Linked DNA regions of Mus musculus: region 1 is linked to region 2. Evidence: chromatin contacts called from public promoter capture Hi-C data. All regions are on one chromosome and are shown on one strand. The core of a region is the stretch at or near the end of the contact, and the rest is flanking DNA. Distances in the headings are between cores, read along the strand shown.

What was found. Promoter capture Hi-C pulls out the DNA fragments that hold promoters and counts their contacts.
Region 1: a contact with region 2 is called in a promoter capture Hi-C map of macrophages, with 7 read pairs. The contact joins the enhancer-like site here to the promoter of Ccr1 in region 2. A contact is called at or near these places in 3 of 39 promoter capture datasets (the HPC-7 cell line, macrophages and neutrophils), 2 of 484 Hi-C or Micro-C datasets (bone marrow-derived macrophages and nephron progenitors), 5 of 115 datasets of contacts at active chromatin or transcription factors (CD8 T cells, the HPC-7 cell line, microglia and 1 more) and 3 of 9 other capture datasets (adipose tissue, embryonic stem cells and liver).

What each region holds. Positions count from the first base shown.
Region 1 is chr9:124,066,164-124,071,577 of GRCm38.p6, reverse strand. No RefSeq gene overlaps it. Among named protein-coding and RNA genes, the nearest start is that of Ccr2, 33 kb to the left of the region's middle. Within about 2 kb of position 2,712, at least 112 of the 459 cell types and tissues checked have an H3K27ac peak or open chromatin away from gene starts, as enhancers often do. A contact at or near this core is called in CD8 T cells, the HPC-7 cell line, adipose tissue and 4 more, where this site is marked.
Region 2 is chr9:123,964,165-123,970,226 of GRCm38.p6, reverse strand. It overlaps Ccr1 (chemokine (C-C motif) receptor 1), which reads left to right and starts at 1,535. Exons shown (of 2, transcript NM_009912.4): 1 at 1,535-1,932; 2 at 5,669-6,062. The coding sequence starts at 5,736.

The DNA of each region.
Region 1 (5,414 bases), core at 1,463-3,962, 100 kb before region 2:
GTAAGGATTCCGCAGACATCTTGAAAAACTAACTCTGCTGCACTGGAAGGAACCTGAGACAAATTTCAAATTGATTTTTAAAATTTATTCATTCATTTTGCAGTGCCAGGGATCAAACCCGTACATAGCAGACAAATTATCTACCACTGAGTTGTATCTCCAGCCTAGGATTTGCAAATTTTAGTGAGCTCTTGGCTAATGCTAGAACTCCTGGCTTTTGGGACAACACTGAGTTTTTGCAGGACCAACTTGTCTTCTCAGAGAATAGAAGCTGTTTCCTGAAAGTAGCTTTGTCTTATTTATAGCAATATACTTAGAAATTTTTTTCATGATGGAATGATATGAACAAGGCTGAGCTCTACACCAAAAGGTACTTTAATTTGGGTGGATATAAAAATCATGTGAAGAATAAAGAGGCTTTATCACTTTCAGAGTATAAATCTGTAGTTATCTATTGTAGTCAGTCCATCAGGAACAGATAAATTTTGAAGAGACACTTGTACCCTTTATTTGGCTGTCAGACTATTAAAATAACAGACTCCAAAAAGAAAACTCCATGCAATTCCTCCAGCAAGTTTATTCTGGGAAAGAGAAAACCTAAAATCTGGTGCCAGTCAGAGGAGGCACTTGCCTACCAGAAAAGAGATTACACATACTGCTGACCACTTTTCAGACCACCTTGCAGGAGAGAATGAAGGTCAGCCCTGTGAGCAAGACCAAACTGGGACTACTTACATATGACTATACCTCTAAACTTTAATGTTACTTTAGGACCTTAAAGTAACAGATTTCGCTAGAGGTCACTGGATCTCTTTGTCCTGCTTCCCAGTATAGCCAATAGAATATATATTTTTGTAGTTTTAAATTTAATTCATTTTTTGCTATTAATTTGGTTGTTATGATTGTTGTATTGAAGATTGGAGGCCTATGTGGCTTCTTGGAACACAGACTGTGACCTCAAATTTAGTACCACCGTGGCTCTGATCCATATTAAGGTCTAAGAACCACTGCACAAATTGGATAATATTAGATGCCTCAGGAACTAGGCAGTAGCCTTCAAGAATGTAGTAAAGCTCTTCATCCACTGTGAAAAGCAGTGAGGCTGATTTTTCTCCATCCAATTAGCAAACAGGGCTATGTGTGATCTGTGGTTTGAACACTCGTGATATAGGTGCACAATGCTAAGTCAACCATGGATTCTTGTCAAGTAAAACTCAAGGCTTTGTTCAAGAAATAATAAAGGGATAATTGAAACAAATTACCTGGAGATCACACTCTTACAGAAATAATAAGACACATATTTTTATAATGTACTCCTCTTGGACTAGTTACACTGAGTCAGGTGCTCTGTCTGAGTCAGGTGAGTATGATAGTTTCCATCCGTGGGAAACTTGGGGAAAAAAGATAATGTGAATGAATAGGTTAGCATCTCAATGTTGATGGGAGACTTGAATAGCAGCTCAAAGAAAGCACAGGCTTTTCTCACTTATAGATTCATATAAAAGATTTATTCAGATCAATATCTGTTAAACCAGCATAGAAAAAAGAATGTGTATCCATTAAAAGTTTTCACAAGTATTTTGAAATGCCTAGTTGATACTTTTCCAAGATCTGTCTTTTATGCTTTTTCCATGATCATAATCTATAACTCAAAGGAAACAAAGGAAAAGTTTTGATACATAATCTTTTTGTTATTGTTGGGGTTTTTTCTTTGAGATAGGGTATCCTTGGCTAGCCTTGAACTCATGATCTTCCTGTCTTCAAATAAACTAATCTTCAAATAAACTAATCTTCAAATAAACTAATCTTCAAATAAACTAATATTACAAGCGTACAAAGCATACTCATGTGTTCTGTAGTAAAAAGAGAAATTCATCTTCCTTTGACATATTGTCTTAGTGTTTTACTGCTGTGAACAGACACCATGACCAAGGCAACTCTTATAAAAGACAACATTTGGTTGGGGCTGATTTACAAAGTCAGAGGTTCAGTTCATTATCATCAAGGCAGGAGCATGGCAGTGTTCAAGCAGGAGCTGAGAGTTCTACATTTCCTTCCCAAGGCAAACAGAAGACTGGCTTCCAGGCATAACTGGTGAGGGTCTTAAAGCCCATACCCGCGATGACACATTTAATCCAACTAGGCCACACCTCCTAATAGTGTCACTCCCTGGGCCAAGCATATTCAAACTACCACACATGCCAGGGCCTATAACACAGCAGTGTCATCCACAACTATTAAGGTAAAACCAGATTTTAGGGTAAAACCAAAATATTGGAAACAACATGGAAGATAAATAAGATGGGTTATACCTGGTATAGTACAGCCATGTTGACAAGAAAAGAGGGAAGGTGAAAACTAGGGCTCCAATTAAAAAGAGCAAAGTTAGTCTCATCAGGCTCCAGCTCCCATGAAAGACCTGTGAGGAACACCTGCCAGGAACAGTGTTGTACTTTCTGAAAACATTTTTTTTACTTTATAGATAGTTACACCTTTATACATACTACTACATCCAATTGTAACATACTGAATTGTGAGTAAGTTGGCTTCTAAGAAAGTCTCCACCTATTCTAGGAAGGAAACCACCACCAACAGCCCAAGGAATAAACAAGGGGAATAGAAATGATGGACAAAGGCTTCCACAGCCAGGTCTACCCATTGCTGCTCAGCTGAATCTGCCTTCCATTTTCAGGAGTATACTTTGCTTTTGCTTTCTCAGCTGCCAAAATAACTTTGATTGCTTGCTTGCTCTACCTGTGGCCCACATGGGTTCCTTTTTCAGGGTACAAGAAACAAGGCTGCTGTTGTGATTGGGATGGGAGGGAATTTGGAGAAGAGGCATGTCTCTCCCCATCCATAACACAAACCTCTCCTTCTTTAGTCCCATTATATTCCAATGTTTGTGAGTTCTATATCCTCAGATCCATATATCTTACATGCCACAGAAGGGAGGTGCTCATTTTGCCCTTCCTTACTAGAAGCCACAACTTGCTTTGAGCAGAAATGACTCACTTCCTCTGACCTCCCACTCCTTTTATGTCAAGGACTTAATCTAAACCGTCAGAATCATGAGAAATATGAAAACACTTTGCTATATGACTCTGATATCTTCAGCTTTAAACACTCTTGGAATGAGCCTACTAGTAAGGTATCCCACCTGAAGTAGATTCTGTTTAGACCTCGGCCTTCACAAAGCATAATTAAATGAAAAAAAAGGAAGTTATTACTCCAATACCAGGAATAAGGAACTGGTTTGTAGCATACATTTAGTAATGTATCCAACATCTATTTTTTCTTGTTCTAAAATTATGAAATTACCCAATTTGTATCTCTTTCAGTAATGAATTTGTTCATGCTGAGAACTGAAACACTACAAAGAAAGAGATGTAAGACTGTCTAGTCTCAAAAAGTATGTTCTTTTTTCTTTTCTTTTTAAATTTAATTTATCTTTTACTTATTCACTTTGTGTCCCATCTACTGCCTCTCTTTTTTCACTCCTCCCACAAACCTTCCTTCCATCCTCCCCCCTTCTCTGATCAGGTGACGTCCCCCTGTGTATCCCCTCCCAAACTCCATTTTAGCACATTACATCTCTGAGGGGCTAGGTGTTTCCTCTCCCACTGAGGTCAGACAAGGCAGCCCAGCTAGAACATATTCTGTAGACAGGTAACAGCTCCAGTTGTAGTTGCTTGGAAACCACATCTGCTACATATGTTCAGGGAGGCCTAGGCTCAGCCTGTGTATGATCTTTGGTTGGTGGTTCAGTCTCTGAAAACCTCAAGGGTTCAGATCAGTTGACTCTGTTGGACTTCTTGTGGAGTTCCTATTCCCTTCAGGCCTGCAATCTTTCCCCCATTCTTCCATAAGAGTCCCCAAAGCTCTATCCACTGTTTGTCTGTGGGTGTCTTAATCTGCCTGAGTTGGCTTCTGGGTGAAACATCTCAGAGGACAGCCATGATAGACTCCTGTCTGCAAGAATAACAGTATCATTAAGTGTCAGGGATTGGCGCTTGCCTGTGGGTTATGTCTCAAGTTGGGTCAGTTATTGGTTGGCCATTCCCTCAGTTTCTGCTCCATCCCATGTTCCTGCATTTCTTGTACACAGGATAAATTTGGGGTCGAAAGTTTTGTTGGTGAGTTGATGTCCCTTTCATGCCACTGAGGTTTCTGCTTGGCTTCAGGTTCCATATCCTCAAAGCTGTGGGTCACAGCTAAGATCAGCCTCATTGATTCTTGGGCACCTCCCTTATTCCTGGTCTCTGTCACATCCTGGAGATGCCCCTACCCTGTCAGTTGCAGATTTCCATTCATTTTTATGGCCATCTGGCAATCTTTCCTGCCCCTTTCCCTTGATCCTGACACTGCCCCCATTCTCCTTCCCATCCCCTCTCTCACCCAGATCTCTCCCTCCATCTGCTTCTTATGACTATTCTTCCCCCCCCCTTCTGAGATTTAAGCATCCTCTATTGTGCCTTCCTTCTTGTTTAGCTTCTTTGGGTCTGTGGAGTGCATCATGGGTATCCTGTATTTTATGTCTAATATCCATTTATAAGTGAGTACATACCATGCATATCCTTTTGGGACTGGCTTACCTCACTCAGCATGATGTTTTCAAGTTATATCCATTTGCCTGAAAAATCTTCAACAAATACCACTAGTCTAACTGGATGTCTACATGTAGAAGAATGCAAATAGACTCCTATTTATCACCCTGCATAAAGTATGTTTTTGGATGAAAAGGGTAGGCTTAACATGGGAAGGGATAGCAACAGTGCTACAATTACACTCTTTGTAATAGAATGAAGTTTCTATTTATGCACAAGTTTGAATTATACATCAGTCACATTCAGAAAGGTTATTGATTCTATTTTTCTGTACTATGCTCATGTGATTTTTTTTTTCCTACCAGGTCTCATAGAGTAAGTTAGAAGTGCTCTCTACTGATGAATTTTTTTTTGAAGACTTTCTGAAAACTTGGTGTTTTCTTTAAAATAATTTGCTTATGTATCTTGCTCACAGGAAGGTTTTTAAATAACATTTTGGTTTCTTTTATAGATTTGGAGCTATTTATCACATTAATTTTTTGTGAGTTTTGGTTTTGGTATTTTTCAAGAAGTTAACTTATAGTTAAGTTACCTAATTTGTTCTAAAATTGCTCACAGCTTCCCACCAGTAAACCCTTTGGATTGAAGGATCCACAGTGATGTTGCTGCTTTCATTTCTAATTCCTGTATTTCTGCTTTTATATAGTTTAGGATAAATTAATCAGTTCAGCAAAAATATTGTCAGTTTCATTGATTATCTCAGAAAATCAGTTTTTTGTTTTACCAACTTTTATTTTGAGGTTTGTTTTTCAGCTCATTGACTTCAGATCTTTATCATTTCCTTTTTTCTGTTCATATTGGATTTGGTCT
Region 2 (6,062 bases), core at 286-2,785:
CCTTCCTAGAGTAATCCATCCCTTTCCCATACTCCCTTACTCTATACAAACCTCTTTGGTTATATGGATTATAGCCTGATTATCAATGATTTAACAGCTAAATTCTCATCTACCTGAATACCTACTATATTTGTCTTTGTGTGCCTGTGTTACCTCACTCAGGCTGATTTTTTTCTAGCTCCTTCTGTCTGAAATTTTCATTTTTAATGGCTGATTTGTACAATATTCTATTGTGTAAATTTATCACATTTCCTTATCCATTTATTTGTTGATGAACATCTAAGTTGTTTCTATTTCTGACTATTATGAATAGAGCAGTAATGAACATGGTTGAGCAAGTGTCTCTATAATATGATGAAGAGTTCTTTAGATATATGCCCGAGAGTGGAATAGTTGAATCTTGAGATAGACTGATTCCCAGCTTCCTGAGAAACCACCACACTGATTTTCACTGTGGTTGTACAAGTTTTTGCCCTTCCACCAGCAATGGATGAGAGTTCCCCTTACTCACATACTCAGCAGCATGTTGTTCTTAGTACCTGTGCTATCACCTTCTGTTCAGAAAGTTTTTTCCTGTGCCAGTGAGTTCAACCTATTTCCCACATTTCTATCACAGTGTATCTGGCCTGATGTTGAGGTCTTAGAAATATTTGAAGTTGAGTTTTATACAGGGTGATAAGTATGGATCTATTTGCAGTTTTCTACATGCAGTCATTCAGTTTGACTAGAATCATTTGTTGAAGATGCTGTCTTTTTCCCAATATGTATTTCTGGCTTCTTTTTTATTGAGCCAGACCCTCTGATATTCTTCATATTCTCTTCTACCTCATGCACCTGCCATTAGCCAAAGTGGACAGTATTAGACCCAAGACTCAAAGAGGTGTAGAAAGGTGTTGGGCTCTGCACTCATGTGACCATGTCTGGCCAGTGCATACATAAACCAAAAGTATCAAGAAGGAAAGGGGAATCTACAGCCATATTACCCTGAAAATAGTCGATGGGGTTTTTTTGTATGATTTCTTTATTTGTTTTTTGTTGTTGTTGTTCTTCTTCTTGTTTTTGAGACAAGGGTTACTATGTAGTCCTGACTGTCCTGGAACTCACTAGGAAGACCAGGCTGTCCTGGAGCTCACAGAAATCCTCCTGCCTCTGCCTGTTTAATGCTGATTATTAAAAGCATACACACCATTCATATCAGAAAAACAAGGGAAAACAGCCTGTATTGTGCTCTCTCGTGCCAGATATCATGAGAGAAAAACATTCCTTGAGGGTTGGTGGGGAAAGGATTTGGGAGCAGAAGAAAGGTATGTGGAGCAGTTAGAGTACAAATAGAAATAACTTAGATATAGATCTCCAAAGAGAGGGGATGCCTCTGGAGGTCCTCATTCATTAGCCAGATGATTTTGAGGAACAGGATATGAGTTCTGGTTTAGACCTTTCCATTTGCAATCTTTAGAAGGGGGAGGCTCCTCACTGACCACAAGAACTCTATGACTAGCCCTACATTTACACGCCCACACACATCAATTGCTCCATGAGTCCTAGGAACAGCTCATTGTCACACACAGAGTTCAACTCAACTCCATCCAACCCCTCCCTACACAATTCTTGTAGGGCAGAGCTACCTCTGAGAAGACTGGAACTTTACTGGAACTGGAGCAGAGAGGAAAGACAGAACACTTTAGTGAACTTGGACCCCAGGAATTGGCCACTGGTGAGCACTGTAGTGCTTCATAGGCAGCCAACCATAAAAAAGAAGAACTTTACACCATTCTTGTCATTCTGAAAGACTATAAAACCAGAGTCTAATCTCCATCATCATACAGGAAGCCAAGAACTTCCTACTAGGTTGGGACCTTGAACCTTGAATTCATAAAGATCCTCAAAGGCCCAGAAACAAAGTCTGTGTGGACAAAATACTCTGGAAACACAGTAAGTGATGTTTGTCATTTCTATGCCGCCAGGTACTGTGAAAGGCAATCTTAAGTTATGAGTGCAGTTCTGGGATCTTCAACATTGGATAATGCTTTGAGAACCAGATGGAGCCTATGTAGCCCATTGTTGCATCTGTAAAGCAGTTAATACTTGGGAAATGATGACAATGCTGGACGTATTATTAAGGCTGGATGCTCAGTGATATTGAGGAATTTGTTATCGATGATTAATTAAGAGAGTAAACCAGCATAAAGAGACAAGAAATGCCTTCGTGGAAAGTTATTTTTATAGTTGTCTTTATGAAACTTCGCCAAATAGCAACAAAATGCAACATATAAAGAAATGGTAACAAGAGACTATATGTTAGTAAGAAAAATCATTGCAAATGCAAGAGTGACAAAATTCTGAACCAATTTCTTAAGAGTAAAACTAAAATTACAAAAATGGGACTACTGTCTTGGAGAAGGAGAAAATTCACCCTCAAGAAGTAGCAAGTAGATGGAATTTTAGACTGCAATTGTTGTATTCTAACATGGTGTATGTTGGTTTTATGATGAAAAGAGATGTGTAGGACTGACACTAACAAATACCTATTTTGCTTTAATTTCATGAGTTGGAGAGAGAAGGGACAACTATAAATTTTCAAAGAACAAGAAACCCTTAGATTTTCATAGACAGTTTGCCTCTGTACAACAAATAGCAAGAAGCTCTAGGATACTGAAGGAATTATGTAGCAATGGCCTTGCATTAGGATGCATGAGAGACAGGACTGGGTTATTCAGTGAGGAAGGCCTAAGTAGTAAAATGCTAGAAAGTGAACAATACTGGCCTCTCCCTAAAAACGAAAACCATGGTTGGTACTATTTGTTGATATCTATGGTAGAAACTTGCAAGTTGACATGTGTGCAGAGTGAACAGATGCACACAACTGACTCTTTGAGCCACAATAATCATCTGGCTTCCCCTTGGGCCTGGATACTTCTTATCATCTCTTCCCAGACACTTCACAAATGAGCAGGCTACAGGACACTAGTAGAGTCCAGGCTATGGGGATCTACATGAGCACTGTGCAAGGCACCTGGGGCAGACTTCTACAAGAAACTATTCACAGGCCTGGGAAGGTCAATGGCAAAATGGGCCTTTGCTTTCTCCTCCAATCACAGCCCAGGTCATGTCTCCTTAGCAGCGGTGTGCCCCGCAACTGCTACAACCTGAAAGTTTAGAGAGAACAGATAGCGCTGAGGTTTCTCAGTAGGCAGGTGGCTGTGGAACACAGCACCTGACAGTGCTGAACTCAGCCTGACTTCACTTTGGCTAGAGTTCCACAGGAACTGGGCTCCTGAGGATCACCTTGCCCCACATGATATTGCTCCCCAACTTCAGTTGACTCTGTACTAGAGCTGTCAGCTATCTAGGAATCCTGGGTGCCAAGCTGAATGTCTGCCTTCTTCAGCACTAGCATGAACAGCAGGAAGTAGAAATCTCTGCCTCAATCATTCCTGACTGCCACCCAAGTTTCCCCAGTGAGAGCTGACAGGGAAGACATGGAGGAGTAAACACAGGAACAGAGCTGATAGGAAATGAAGGGACCCCTCTTGACACTTCAGCAGAATATTTCCTCCTTTTCCAATGTGCCTTAATGTTCAAAGACCACTGCTCCAGAACAGTCTTTGTAATCAGGAAACATTTACTAAAGAGCCCAGAAGGGATAGCACAGAAGCCCAGGGTGATCACAGATTGATGGTGCAGGTGCAGCATAATTAGCTGAAAGGTATTTGAGTCAAATACTACAACTCTGATCAATAGCAACATACTGAACATTTTCCTTTATTTTACAATTAGGTTTTATTTCACATGTGCCACTTCTGCATATTTAAAGATATGCAGGGGACATTTCAGTACAAGGGCAGAGTAATGGGAAGTCAACCCTGGGTACCTCAGAAATCTGCCTTAGCTGTTTGGAAATATTCAAATATATCTTATCAACCATAGTCACCTTGCTGTGCTATAGAGCATGAGAAGAGTCATGCTGTCCAGTTTCAGCCCTGTCCTGTTTATTGTCCTCTCTCCTTCCAAACTCTCTCCACCCTTCTTCCAAACTCTATTCAAGACTCTGTCTGTAACCACTACTTGACTTTCCATTTCTGTGAGACAAGCTTTCTAGAGATTTTATAGCATGATTCACATGGAAGAACTGTCATTGACAATCAAGAAAAATCACTTTCTATGTTACCTATGAAGAAACCCAGTAAGGAAAGAAGGAATACAGACATTGTGGTCAGAACTTCTGCTAATGGCAGGTGTTAGAACAGGACCACTGTGTGACAGCCGGGTCTCTGATAGTCACTGTCTGTGGGTAGAGGGTTATTTTTCACATTGCTTCATAGCATCTTTTCAAGGTAAGCATTCATTAATCTCCCCTGTTCCAGATGGGGAACTTAGACTAAAAAAGCAGATTGATTATCTAAGGTCACACTGCTATTATGTTACAACAAAGCTCATATTTCCCCTCTTGAGGGATTCTTCAAAAAGTTAACTGGAAATAATTCATGTACAAACATACATGGTGTGAAAGTAGTCCTACAATGGCAAGCTATCTATTGACCTTTTGTTTATCTCAAGGCAATCCTGATTTAAGATGATAATATAATAATAATAATAACAATAATAATAATAATAATAATAATAAACAGTAACTTAGAGCCCATTTCAGCAGAGTCTCAGTTTTTATCTAGCTCCTGTGTGCTGTCTCCTGTTGGATACAGGCGTCTCTTACTCCCTGAGCCCATTTTCCATTTCTGTCTCCAGGTCATGTCCTCCTCCTAGCTGTCTCATGGTGCTTACTAGGGCAGTTGAGTTAACTGTAAATCTATCTGTTCCATATAAAGGCCATGTGATAGGGATCAGCCTAAACCAAACAACCAACGTGGTACCTTGTGTCTCAACCTATAGCTATAGTTGTCCTACTAGGAATTTTCTTGATCAGGAATAGTGATCTTGGAGCACCATGATTTTTACATTAACTAGCATGCATTGTTTCATTACAACTTAAAGTACAATCTTGTAGACTCTTGAAAAACAGAAAAAATAATAACCTTCCATAGCTATGAACTTTTTATTCTTATCCACAACTGCCCTCCTCCCCAGAGCATTTATGGAGACAACAGTGGCACAGCCAAGTGCTGTGATTAGAGGCAGAAGAGTCCTATCATTTCAGAGCTGGGATGGAACAACACACTCATAGATTTCTACTTCAGCTCTCATTGTATGTCTTGTGCCACATTTTTGTAACCTTAGGCAATCTTTAGCTCTGTGCCATCGCTTCTAAGGTCTTGCGCCACAATGCAGTATCCTGTGGTAATTTGTACCTCTGTTTCATCACTTCTAAATAGGAACAATTTGCCCATTTAATAGGTGTTGAAAATTAAGTCCAAACTCGGCTGTTTGGAGTTGATATGAAATCTTTATTTAGAACAGTGTGAAAAAAAATCACTTTTGCTTTTGATCCATCACTCTTGAAATAGTTGAATGAATTACACACACACACACACACACACACACACACACACACTCATTTGTTCTGTTCCCCTCTTAGTCTACAAGGTCCATGTGAGTAGAAAATGCAATGACTCCTTACCCTCCATTTCATCCCTAGGATTTGGTAATCACTAAGTATCAATCCGCAGTTTATTTGTTAAAGAAATATAATCATTGTCTTGTCTTTGTTGCCCAGGACTCACTGTCTTTAACAGAAAAGTAAATTCAGAAGCTATTATTCCTGACCAGTTCCTCAGCAAAGGATGGAGATTTCAGATTTCACAGAAGCCTACCCCACAACTACAGAATTTGACTATGGGGACTCCACTCCATGCCAAAAGACTGCTGTAAGAGCCTTTGGGGCTGGACTCCTGCCCCCCCTGTATTCTCTAGTGTTCATCATTGGAGTGGTGGGCAATGTCCTAGTGATTCTGGTGCTCATGCAGCATAGGAGGCTTCAAAGCATGACCAGCATCTACCTGTTCAACCTGGCTGTCTCTGATCTGGTCTTCCTTTTCACTTTACCTTTCTGGATTGACTACAAGTTGAAAGACGACTGGATTTTTGGTGATGCCATGTGCAAGCTTCTC